2 separate regions of the Mus musculus genome follow, and region 1 is linked to region 2. A link is a contact called in public Hi-C data. All regions are on one chromosome and are shown on one strand. The core of a region is the stretch at or near the end of the contact, and the rest is flanking DNA. Distances in the headings are between cores, read along the strand shown.

Region 1 (6,601 bases), core at 1,031-3,530, 230 kb after region 2:
AGTTCAGCAGTAGGTGGTTTCTCACCAGTTTGGCTTGCTTTAGGACAATGAGTGACAAGATGTTAGTTCACACAGCATGACTTATGTAACTTACAAAAGGAAAAAGATCAAGCTGGAGGTTTGTTCAGCAAATCAGCAAGATTTTTGAAAACAAGAATAAAAGTCTTTTCCCTGTGTCCCAAGATAAAGAGGATTTGGCCCAACTACTAAAGGGAGACTCAGGGCAGAAATGAGAGAATCTGTAGAATGCCCTTTGAGGTTAATGCCATTCAAAACAGCCAGACCAGGTCCCCTGAAGATGTCTTTTGTAAGCAGAGAAGTTGCAAGCAAAATATTATTTGTCAAGGTGTTGACTCACTAAAACAGTCATATGACTATAAGCAATTTAAATCTAAAAAAAAAAAAAAAAGTCTACCTTAGTACATCCAAAGCTACATGTAATAATTTTGTTGAATCCTGATGAAATTCACGTAAACGTTTGCCTCTTGCTTAGAGGAAATTTTGGCCCCACGGAAAATTCACTGCCAGAAAGAAAAACATCACTTAACAGGGGAGCCCGTGGCTATTCTTGAACTTGGGAAAGAGCGTTTTTGTGGTTCCCCTTGTGACTTGTTGGTATGGCGTGGGAAGATGCATGACTGTTTCTGAAACACAAGGTCAGGATGTCTCAAGGAGCCATGACAAACTCTGCACCCTGACCTCTTCCTCTTTATTGCTTAGGCAGAACAGTCACACTGCAAATAAAGTTGCCAGAATTGTCCAGCGTTTGTTTTTTTCTCAGAAGAGGAGGAGGAGAGGAGAGAGAGAAGGAGGAGAGGAAGGAAGAAGGAGAGGAGGAGGCAAAGTAGCAGAGCCACTCTTTGTAAGGGTCTGCAAGGCTAATCTCAGTATGCATTCCTTTTATGTCTGAGTCTGCTTCTTTCAGCTTTAAGAAGCTGGGTTTCACCAGCAGCTTTACTCCTTTCCCCTTTACTCACCTGATACCATCAGCTGCCTGCCGGCACAGCTATGAGCAGGCCAGATTACTCCACCCCCATCTCTACAAATACTGAAAATACCTACCTATATATCTTTGAAACATAGGAAAACACAATTTTATAATTTCATTTCAGAGAAGTAGGACCAGAACATTGAAAATCAACCAATCTTTGGCCAACTAAGCCAGTGTACATGCTACGCAGTACAGGGTTATAGGCTTTGGTTTGGTTTGGTTTGGTTTTTTGAGACAGGGGTTTATTGCATAGGCCTGACTTGCTATACTAACCAAGCCTCGACCTTAAGACAGTCCTTCAGCTCTGATTCCCAAGAGCCGGATTACAGGGATATGTCACTGTGCCTGGGTAAGAGTCTATATATTTCATATGTGAAAATATTTAAAAGATTGACTATCGTCACCAAAGCACGGAAGTTGGGCTTTCATTGTGAATTGTGGAGAACTATGCTTGCGATCAAAGAAGTGGGCAATCTCCAACTTGAGCATCTGAAATTCTGCATTATGATAGCTGCTGTATTTACTTCACTGAGAAGTTGCCAAGTTCTGCTCGTGCAATGAAGGTAAGGGCGTGTGGAAATTGTAACATATTCAGAATGGTTAGATTCTGAGTGTATAACGATAGCATGATGATTTTGTCAGGTTGAGGTGAAAGATGCCTGCCTCATTCATTCGTTCCTATTTTCAATTTCTGTAAAGAATAATTTTCAAAGCTTAAGTCATGATCTGCTCTATAGTCCTCACTTCTATTCTGCATCCCTCTTATGTCATATACGTTCATACTTTCAGATTGAAGGAGAACATTAACCAACTTATAGACACTAAAGATAAATTTGTACACAAGGGAATTCAAATACAGCTACATGACAAAATGGCCAATGCTATTGCCCAGAAGTCTCCTTTGTAACCTCAATAAAATTATAGGCATACAATAGTGAGGATTCATCCTTAGTCTTCTGGGTTCTCGGTGGCCAAGAATACTTTTTAGGGCGATTAACACCAGAGTCATCAATCTCTAATGGGTATCTGAATGCCCACAAGTTCAGGGAGTCTTCTGACCATGAGAGTTAACAGTAACAATCAGCTCTGGCCACCTGTATTATTTGTGTTTGAAAAGTGTCCATGTTGACTGAACAAACACTCTCAGGCACCACACATCTGTGGTCTGCAGGGCTACTTTCATCACACTGAGCCTGTTCTTTGAGAGCGACTGGCTTCATGCTGAACTCAGCATGAGGACAACAGGGCAGGACACCAATTAGTGAAGGCATTTGCACCAGCCTGACAGGACCACTGTGCGGGGAAGTTCACTGGAGCCTATACAAGAGCAGAAGCATGTCCTTCGGCAGTAAATAATTAAACTGAAAGGGAAAGGCGTTATGCTTCATAGGCGGAGATTTGATTTATGTTCAGGAAAATCCGCAGCCTTCAGAAATCTGATCAGTTACCAGTCCCACATGATCTTGACAAAGCCGCTAGGAACTGCACCGGTTCCCTTGTACTATACTTTCTCTGTCATCTAAATTCAGTTTTTGACCTTCAGCAGGGCAGACATGAAAACACAGGTCAGGCTGTGAGCCAGCACAGTGCTGAGTAGAAGTTGTCAGGAGCCCATCTCTACTTCTTGAAAACAAACACGCGCCATCATGATTTGCTCTCCTGGCCAGTGCTCACGTCAATTTTGTAGCTTCCAAGTTTTCATTTAACCATAATGATTAATTTTTCTATTTTCTAGATTTGCAGAACTAAAAATAAAGATAAGGTAACTAGCCAAGTACCGAATGTAATTTTCTCTAGCACATAAATTTTGCCTTTAGTCCAGTCTATAGATCTAATTCCCACTTAGTCTGTTTCCATTCAAGTTGTTCTAGAAAAGACAAAGAAAAGATCAGAAGCCAAATCTCCTGTCTGATAACATTCTTCGAAACTTTAAACAGCTTTAAGAGAGTTGGCCTCAAACCCAAACATTAACTTGATCGCTCAATTTTAATGAGGTCAAGCAAGCTGCTGAGCACCTGGCTGGTACTCAAGGTCCTGCCCTGAGTGGTGAGGGCCACCTTGTTCTTACCAAGAATGTAAGAGGTAGTGACAGGTGATAATGTAATGCAGAAAGCTGTTGCCCAGGTCACTTCATCTTTGAACCCCACTGGATTCCCAGAGGCAATGGCATAGGTTCTAGCTAGGCATCAGCAGTTTTCTCATTATCTAAGGAGCTGAAGAAGACTTTTTGCAGAGAATAATTTTTTAAAAAAATTAGGAGGACCCGTAATATGTATGGATTTGCCAGCCTAAGGAAGGAAGGAAGGAAGGAAGGAAGGAAGGAAGGAAGGAAGGAAGGAAGGAAGGAAGGAAGGAAGGAAGGAAGGAAGGAAGGAAAACTTCTAGAAATTTTGAGCAGAGATCTGGAGGCGATACTGCAGTGACTATCTGTATTACGCCATTTAAATCAGGGTACTCATTGCACACTATTTACTGTGAAAGCATTCAAGCCCCTTCTAACCTCTTGAAAGGCATAGTACATTACCATTATCTACAGCAACTCTACTGTGCAACCACAGACTAGAACGCTGTGGCCCTCTTGTCATATAACTTAGCACCTGTGAATCAATTTTTGATTTGAATTTCAGCCATTGATCAACCTTTACCAGACATTCAACTGCCTGAGAAAAGAATCACCAGTTTTTTCCTGGGTAATGATGAGAGTGTAAATAGGATAACAGGTTCTTCAGCACTCCAGAATAAGTCCTCTTAACTCCTGCATTGTGGAAAGCACTCAATAACTACACAGCCATTGCAGTGGCCATTAGATTCATGTAGGCACTGAGTGCGTAATGGCATGGCTGCTCTGACTAGGGAAACAAATTTTTCCTATTTAATTTGGACTAACTTAAGTTTAAATTGTCACATTCATGAGGCCATTCGCTTCAGCTAATGGCTACTTCAATTGACAGGGTGGTTGCGAAAATGGACACACAAGAGCTAGAGAGATGGCATAGCATTTACGAGTACTTACAGAGTTTGCAATGGTCCAGAGTTCACCCACATCAGGTACCTCACAACTACCCACCCCCAGTTACAGGGGATCAAAAGCATTCAGATTCTGCAGACACCTGCACGTATATACACATACCCCATCTCACACACAAATACACATCATTTGGAATCACAAAAAATAAACTGTAGACATAAATTTTTTTTTGCAACTTACTTTTAATAAGGTTAAATCTTTCCTCTAGCCCACTACCCAGCAAAGGGAGTGGAAGAGAAAAGTTATTAGGATACAGGGGAAGTGGACCTGTTCAACAATAGTTCTTTTGAGGCAAGCTTGATCTTCTTTGACAGCAGACCACTGCTCTAAGCAGGCAGACACCAGGCACGAACTGGTAGTTACAGTCCAGACCTTTCAGCAAGCAGACACAAGGCAGAGGTAGTTCAATCCTGAAGAAACCACCAGGCAAGCCAACCACCTAAGGTGAGGTTGCAGAAGCGGCAAGCTGCCACGGGAACCCTGAGAGCAGTACTTGAGGTGTATGTGTTTCAATGGCACTGCTATCACAAGTTGAGCTCAACAATGCTGTGTAAGGCAAACCAATATATGTATGTCATTAGCAAAGAATAATGAGGCGGAGCAAACCAAACCAAGGCTCGGTGCTCACCCCCCACGGTCTGTGAGGTCATACTTGTACTCCTTCATCCCAGGTTCTTTCATGTGTCAGCTATGTCCAAATGTCCTTTCACCTGTGTCTGTTTCAGGAAAACAGTCTTTCAAGTGTTTGCTTTAGCAAGACATCATTTCACCTGTGTGCCCCAGCCAAACATCATTGGACATGACTTTCCAAAGAAACTAGAAGTTTCCTCTTCAATAAACCTTTTCCTTTAAAGTCCATATAAATTTCACGGCTCAGTCAGATCTGCTATAAGCAGGAAGCAGCTGTTCTTCCATTGCCACCATTTGTTGGGTTCTTTTTTAAATTTTTTTTCATTTTTATTAATTTATTTATTTTACCATCTAATCACAGCTTCTCTCTCCTCTCCTTCCAGGCCCTCCCTATTACCTCCCCTACTCCCACACACCACTCCTTTCTTCCATAGAAGGAAAGGTCTCCCATGAATATCAACCACCTCGGCATATCAAGTTGCAGTAAGTCTAGGCACACCTTCTCCTACTGAGCCTAGACGAAGCAGCCCAGTTAGAGGAAAGGGATCCAAAAGCAGGCAACAGAGTCAGAGACAGGATCTGCTCCAGTTGTTAGGTTCTCACCTAAAGACCATTTTTTACATCTGTTATCGATGTGTAGGGTACTTAGGTCTGTCCCAGGCATGCTTTCTGGTTGGTTGTTCAGTTTCTATGAGTTCCTATGAGGACAGGTTAGTTTATTCTGTAGGTTTTCCTTAGCTTTCCAATGACAACTGCTGAAGAAATGAAAATTTAAAATGAGGGTAGAAAAATCTCACCCCTTCCTTACATGAGATTGTTGTCAACATAGCTGGTGATAGATAAAATAGCCACCTCTACATATGCTAAGGTGCAAAAAGGACATCACACAGTGCACTATGCAACATTGCTAATTCCTAAGGCAAACTAGTCCACAGAAAACTGCAAACAATCAGTTATTTAAGTTAATGAAAGAAGTATAAAGCCTAAGACTCCTTAGGTTTATGGAAAGGTGCTTTTAAGCATCATCTATTTTCAACTGTAAGGCAGAGAGTCTAAGAAGGAACAAGTTGATAACACATCAAGAAAAATATGGATTAAATGCAAAGAGCTTCCTTCCCACTTTATTATTAAGGATGGAATGGCTTTTCAAAGGGTGACTACAGAGTGTCTAATACAACATAGGACACTATCCAAACATGCCATCTGGTTTAACTTACTGGTATCAACACTGTGTTATTTCTAGAATGGTGTGCTTCATTTCAACTGAACTTGTTTGCCTGAGTATCTTACATAAAGGTCTGGCTGTATCTTTTCCAGACTTTCGACTCCCACGTCATCAAGTGTATATGCATAAGGATTTCCTTTAAAGTATATCTTCAGGTTAAATGTTCAAAGGACTTAGCAATGTTGAGTTGTTAAACTGTGCCAATGTGGTGAGCACCACACCCAGGCCAAAAAAAAAAAAAAAAAGGTGCCGTTCTTAACCTAAGCATCTTATCCAAAATGCAGCCTGTGATAAAGAGATGTTGATGCTTCGATTATTACAAACTTTAATTGGTCGGCAATCTCTAGAGAAAAAAACTATGGATCCTAGAAGCATTATTGGAGCATATGGAATATTAAATTCAACCTTTAAGAACACAGAGAAAATGGCAAAGATATAAAGAAAACAACAAATAGACACATATGGGCAAGAATTCACAGTAATAAGTTTGTTACGTCTTCATTAGCAGGAGGCAATGAGTTCGGAGATTTAATTATTAACTGTTGTAGAAAATAAATTGCTGCAGTAGCTGCATTTGTTAAGTACAGTTTTGACAGATAGTAATTATATTTGAGCACAGAACTCATTGTGAAGTTGGTTCTTGTTTTCTAAGTTTTGGTTTTGTAGAAGTTTGTTTGTGAAATACTAAACTGCCTGTGCATACAATGTATGCATGTGAAGACCTTAA
Region 2 (6,420 bases), core at 368-2,867:
AAGAATAAACATAGAGAAGAAGAACATCAGAGCAGGACTCTGCAGCTGATAAAAGCCAAGGACAGCATGAACGATAGCAGAGGCGTCACACGCAAGCCGTCTTCATGGAATAATACATCCTGTTCCCACAAGTGACGTTAGCTTCCAGACTGTGCACAGAGTGCACAAAAGAAATTTCAAGGAAACATTCTGAAAGAAATTAAATGCATGGAGAAGGAAAAAAAAAATCCAGGGTCCCCTTGACAGCAGATTCTGGTTAAGAAAAAAAAATGTTACTAAAATCAGAGGGGGGGGGGATGACTATAGCATTGCTGATGGGTATTTGAGGGCTCTTACACCTTTTGTATCCCACATTTCACAAATATTGTCCCCATCCTAGAGAATTCCACAGTTTGCATTTAGGGGTTTTCTTTCTTCTAAGGTTTGCTCTCACAGGTCTCAGTTACTCTTGGAGAACCATTTCTCTGCTTGGTGTTTTATCATCTATGCTTTGAATTACGTTGTATGGCAGGAGCCAGGAGGAGACAATGGATAATTTTTGCACAGTCTGCTTTCAGCTGAACTCTGAGTCTGGAGTTTAGATTGTAACCTTGTGGGTTTTTCTTTTTCTTTCCTTTGAGGTTCTCGGCCAAGGAGAGAAACCACAGCCTTCATTTCCCTTCACACCTTACAAATTTCTGCAAAGGTGAAACGGAACTAAGGTGGGTCATATCCCAGGGCATCCAATACACATCAAAAGCACGCCATGGAAGCAAGCCATTGCAACATCTCTGGCCTCCCAGAAAATGATACATGGAGCACCAACTGAGTGGTGAATCGGGATGTCAGGTTTATTCCCTCCTTCCTAACCGTTTTGTGAGGTTGTATCTACATTACTTGTTAATATGCATTACCAAAACAATAACAGCTGGCAGAGGAGTGTGCTTGTGGACATGAATCATAGAGAGGATTTCCGGAAGGTGCCCTTCTCGAGATGCGACGTAGAATAACCTGCGGGGAGAAAAACGGTGAAGTTGACTATAGAATCAATCATTCAAATGGGTAACATTCTTAAATCCCCGAAGCAATATGGACGAATCTTCCTCATGCTAGGCATCTTGACATTTCTTATCTGGTCATTTGAGTTGTGCTTTGGAAACAAAGGGCAGATTTCATCATAAGTCTCTTTTCAGGACATACAGTGTCTGGGAAATATCTTATATCACTCCGAGGAAAAACAATAGCAATATTGCACTGAGTGGAGTTCTCCCTATACTTGAGTAGCTGCTGGCAAATTCAGTGCTAGATTGCTAGTGTCAGTCCAAGCTAGCACTCATTCAGTGCACAGGTACACACATGTACATGCATGTTGTGTTAACATTTCTCTAATTTAAACTGTAACATAGACCAAAAAAAAAAAAAAAAAAAAAAAGATTTTTTTGTGCCATCTAACTAAGGAAAAAAAATGGTTACCGATGGTGGAGTGGTGATTTCTGCTTTCAATTTTACTCTTTTTCGTGGCACCTTCAGGAAAACAAAAGACTTTATCGCTAGAAATAAAGGCCGTTATAAGACCCTGTAGACTCACTCTTTTTAAAAATGCAGCATGCCTGGCTCAGAGTGGGCTATGTGTAGACACGCAGCGCCCTCTACTGGACAGAATGAAACCTGCTTCACTGGAATCTACGAGGAACTCGCATATCCCTTTAAAAACAACAGGTTCGGAGGAACTATTGCTTTTCTCTTTAAAAGTTATCCTTATCACATCCAATCTCTAAAACAAAAATGTGTTTCTGAAAATACATGAACTCCCTCACCTGGAGACAGCGAACACACCACCGTTCATGGAGCCGAAGCAGGAGAGGGCAACAAAGATCGGGACTGCTAATGAGAATTTTCCCAGCAGCCGCTCAGAGAAGGTCTGAGGAAGGAAAGAACGGAACAAATTAATGCTTTCCCCGAAAGTGGAATAAAATGAAACAATTTAGGCCAAACTTGCTCTTTGACTTTCTATTAGCCTGGTGCTACGTGAATGTTTTATAATCCTTCTTTTTCGTTAGGGTCAAACTGACTCCACAAGACAATCACCAGCAGCGGGTACCACGGCATTCCTTGTCTCAGACCTGTGGGCAAAGGTCTAAGCAGTCGCCTTCTCTGTCCCTCCAAAGCAACGATCCGTTTACTGACTCTTTATCAACTATCGCCTCCGATAAGAGGAAGGGGCTCAGTTCGGAAATTCTACATTTAGAGACAGAAATTGTTCTGCACAATCCCAGAAAGCCACCTTTGTATGAAGAGGTATAGATACACACTGGCGAGTGTTTCGGGTACTTGTTTCACATACCAACCTCAGTTCGGGAGGATAAATCAAAACAATAGACAAGTTGACCATTTCATCACAGGAGTGAGCCACTCTGGAGGTTCTTTACCGGGTAAGCCCTACCAGCTGAACCTGTTTATGGAGTCAGCCCTCCCCCACCCTAGGAGGCCATCATTTCCTTCCAGGGTTTCCTGTAAAAGGCTAGAACAAAATTCCAATCCTGACAAGCGACAGAAACTATAAATAAATGAAATAAATGGTAGACAAAGTTCTAAGCTTTCCTCCTAGGCTGTCATGGGGGTAGTCTTGCACATTTGTATAAAGGATGCTGTTTGTTGTTGTTGTTGTTGTTAATATAAGATTTTTTTTTCATTGTCCTTGATGCAGCTGGTGTTATGCAATTAGCAGACCCCATTATGCTTTCCACAAATTAGTGCTGCCCTTTGCCTAGAAACGTGAGGCAACCGACCAGACACCGGAAGCTTTGTCCATTTCACTGCCTGACAGCACTGCAGTGGACAAAGCCCTCAGACACTGGTTCACAGGACAGGAGTTAACCGTTCCCTGTGGGTGTTGCTGATAGGAAGTGATACCATGTGAAAAGGAACTGCCCCTTGGTGGATGGGAGTGTCACTGCATGTTGTTAAGTTTTCACCCTTCCTGGCTTTGAGTTAATGAGTGAATTCTTTCGAGTTAAAATTCTGAACAAACCCATATTAACATTTTACTCCAGTTGTTGCTCTGATGGGTGAGCGGGGAGTGAGTGTGTGGGTGGAAGAGCACACTCATAGAGACAAAGGGGAGGGGGAATGGGATGGGGGCGTTGTGGAGAGAGACCAGGAAGGGAGACAACTTTTGAAATGTAAATAAATAAAATAACCAATAAAAAAAAGATATATCAGAAAAAAAAATCTGAACAAACACAAGTATGTGTTTCAGAAAAAGCAGTCTCATGACATGGTCTTTGGAAACAAATATAGTCCTGGTGTCAAATAAATTTGTGGAAATGCTTTGGAATTATATGCACGTAGCTCTTAGGAGTTACAATGCACACTGGCATCTTCAAGTATTATAGGAACACCTCTTTAACATTTAATTGCCTAGCTGTTCCCAAATTTATAAACACCCCAACGTTGCTGTTCCGAGGTCATGCTACAAATAGATCAATAGTCATGGTCCTCCTGAAATTCCTAGAATGATACTTTGGGGAGAGGATTCAAGTGGACATTTGAAAAGTTTCTAACCAGAAATGAGAAGAGTGGGTAATACTTTGCACACTAAAACTTGCACCGATTTGCATTCAGCAACTCCACCTGTCCTTAGAAACATGTTGGGAAGATATTCCCTCTCTGTAAGACAGCCTTGATGGAGTTTTAGGCAGCTTTATATAAAAATGCTTTTTAGGGGATTTAAAAGAAAATACCAAGGAAAACAGAGGTTTTGGCAGAGGTTAGCTGTATGTTATGACACATACTAAAGTAAGGTGTGCTCTAAATCTTTAAAATATTATCATTCAGGCCAAGAAAAGATTACCAACTTCAAAACCCTTTCTCCTGGAAGAAACCACGATCAAACTGTACCAGCTCATTAACCCGAATTCAAAGAGTCACGACTGTAATGTAGACCACCACCAGAGCAGCGCCATAGCGCTGGACTGCAGACTTACCACCGCCACGGCGCTGGACTGCAGCAGCTCCTCCGCACTGATGGTGGTAAAATAGGCCACGTTTGTCAGTACGTAGCCCACTGTGATGATAGCCATGGAGATGCAGATTGCAAGGGGGATGGTTCTGAAAGACACAAAGACATCACATGTGGGTCATCCCGCATTCTCTGCTACCAAAGCATACAGAAGACTAGCTGCAGGGATGGATGTCGCCACACCAGCCATAACTGAGGGCTTTGTTGGCACATGGAGGAACATTTTATCAGAACAGAGTACCCTTGCAACTTAATGAGATTCCGGGGGGAGGGGGGAGGAGGCATTCTGTATCACTTGGGTTTTTCGAGACAGGGTTTAGCCCTGGCTGTCCTGGAACTCACTTTGTAGACCAGGCTGGCCTTGAACTCAGAAATCTGCCTGCCTCTGCCTCCTGAGTGCTGGGATTAAAGGCGTGCGCCACCACGCCTGGCTGGTCTATCCCGTTCTTTACACCACAACTGTTACTGCCACACCATCCTCACAATCACCTGGAAGGCTTGTTAAATAAAGCACGGGCCACCTAGCCCCTCCCTGGGTTTCTGATTTAATGGGATCAGCATCACTTCTGGGCACCTATGTGATCCTGATGCTGTTGACCTGAGGACCGCACGCCTTTCCACTATGAATCCACCCACCGCACCGACAGCTTTTTAAAAGGGAGTCCTTCAATACCGAATGGCAGAGAAGCATCTGAAGAAATGTTCAACATCCTTAATCATCAGGGAAATGCAAATCAAAACAACCCTGAGATTCACACCAGTCAGAATGGCTAAGATCAAAAATTCAGGTGACAGCAGAAGCTGGCGTGGATGTGGAGAAAGAGAAACACTCCTCCATTGTTGGTGGGATCGCAAGCTTGTACAACCACTCTGGAAATCAGTCTGGTGGTTCCTCAGAAAATTGGACATAGTACTACAGGAGGATCCCACAATACCTCTCCTGGGCATATATCCAGAAGATGTTCCAACTGGTAAGAAGGGCACATGCTCCACTATGTTCATAGCAGCCTTACTTATAATAGCCAGAAACTGGAAAGAACCCAGATGCCCCTCAACAGAGGAATGGATATGGAAAATGTGGTACATTTACACAATAGAGTACTAATCAGCTATTAAAAAGAATGAATTTATGAAATTCCTAGGCAAATGGATGGACCTGGAGGGCATCATCCTGAGTGAGGTAACACAATCACAAAGGAACTCACATGATATGTACTCACTGATAAGTGGATATTAGCCCAGAAACTTAGGATACCAAAGATATAGGATACAATTTGCTAAACGCATGAAACTCAAGAAGAACGAAGACCAAAGTGTGGACACTTTGCCCCTTCTTATAATTGGGAACAAAGCACCCATGGAAGGAGTTACAGAGACAAAGTTTGGAGCTGTGATGAAAGGATGGACCATCTAGAGACTGCCATATCTGGGGATCCATCCCATAATCATCTTCCAAACGCTGACACCATTGCATACACTAGCAAGATTTTGCTGAAAGGACCCAGATAGAGCTGTCTCGTGTGAGACTATGCCGGGGCCTAGCAAACACAGAAGTGGATGTTCACAGTCAGCTATTGGATGGATCACAGGTCCCCCCAATGGAGGAGCTAGAGAAAGTACCCAAGGAGCTAAAGGGATCTGCAATCCTATAGGTGGAACAACAATATGAACTACCCAGTACCCCCCAGAGCTCGTGTCTCTTGCTGCATATGTATCAGAAGTTGGTGTAGTTGGCCATCAGTGGAAAGAGAGGCCCATTGGTGGTGCAAACTTTATCTGCCTCAGTACAGGGGAACGCCAGGGCCAAGAAGTGGGAGTTGGTGGGTAGGGGAACGTGTGGGGGACTTTTGGGATAGCATTGGAAATGTACATGAAATAAATACCCAAATAAATAAATAAATAAAGGGAGTCCTCCAAAGCATTGTTCACACTCAGGGTTTTCCCCTGCGGTGGATTGTGGTGCAAACAAGTAAGTTCAGAGTTTTGGAAGCAAGAGGGTGGGCTGTAGCCATCTTCATAAAATGACGGCAATAAGAATTTTGTATGTAAGAGAAGTGTTCACAATAATGACTGTGCAGGGCCCTGCTGTGAGTTCAAAGGACTCTCAAGATCACGAGCATCTAATAAAGCAGCCGTGCAGATAATCCCATGAAATTAGAGGTGACATGCTGTGAAGTATGGACGACTGGACAGTGCTGACACTGTGTGGCCTCAAGAAGTACCCAGCACAAATGCAATCTTATGTCTTCATTTAATGCAGCGGGAAAGCCAGGAAGCTACTGACCCTCATAATTTGATTCCATGTTACAGATACACATTACTTGCTTAACATAATCGCCTCTTCAGACCCTTTCTAGTTCAGGCAACTTAAACCCTCAACTCCCTTCACTAAAGCTGGCCATATATATTTTTTTTTTTTG

Evidence for each region. Hi-C and Micro-C count contacts between places; a contact is called where the count stands out from the background.
Region 1: a contact with region 2 is called in a Hi-C map of uterus, with 4 times the contacts expected there. The contact joins two enhancer-like sites. A contact is called at or near these places in 2 of 484 Hi-C or Micro-C datasets (both in uterus) and 2 of 115 datasets of contacts at active chromatin or transcription factors (bone marrow-derived macrophages and neural progenitor cells).

The regions. Positions count from the first base shown.
Region 1 is chr3:50,607,286-50,613,886 of GRCm38.p6, forward strand. No RefSeq gene overlaps it. Among named protein-coding and RNA genes, the nearest start is that of Gm6209, 24 kb to the left of the region's middle. Within about 2 kb of position 2,281, at least 22 of the 459 cell types and tissues checked have an H3K27ac peak or open chromatin away from gene starts, as enhancers often do. A contact at or near this core is called in bone marrow-derived macrophages and uterus, where this site is marked.
Region 2 is chr3:50,380,079-50,386,498 of GRCm38.p6, forward strand. It overlaps Slc7a11 (solute carrier family 7 (cationic amino acid transporter, y+ system), member 11), which reads right to left. Exons shown (of 12, transcript NM_011990.2): 7 at 3,966-4,089; 8 at 1,797-1,900; 9 at 894-990. Among named protein-coding and RNA genes, the nearest start is that of Slc7a11, 60 kb to the right of the region's middle. Within about 2 kb of position 1,618, at least 72 of the 459 cell types and tissues checked have an H3K27ac peak or open chromatin away from gene starts, as enhancers often do. A contact at or near this core is called in bone marrow-derived macrophages and uterus, where this site is marked.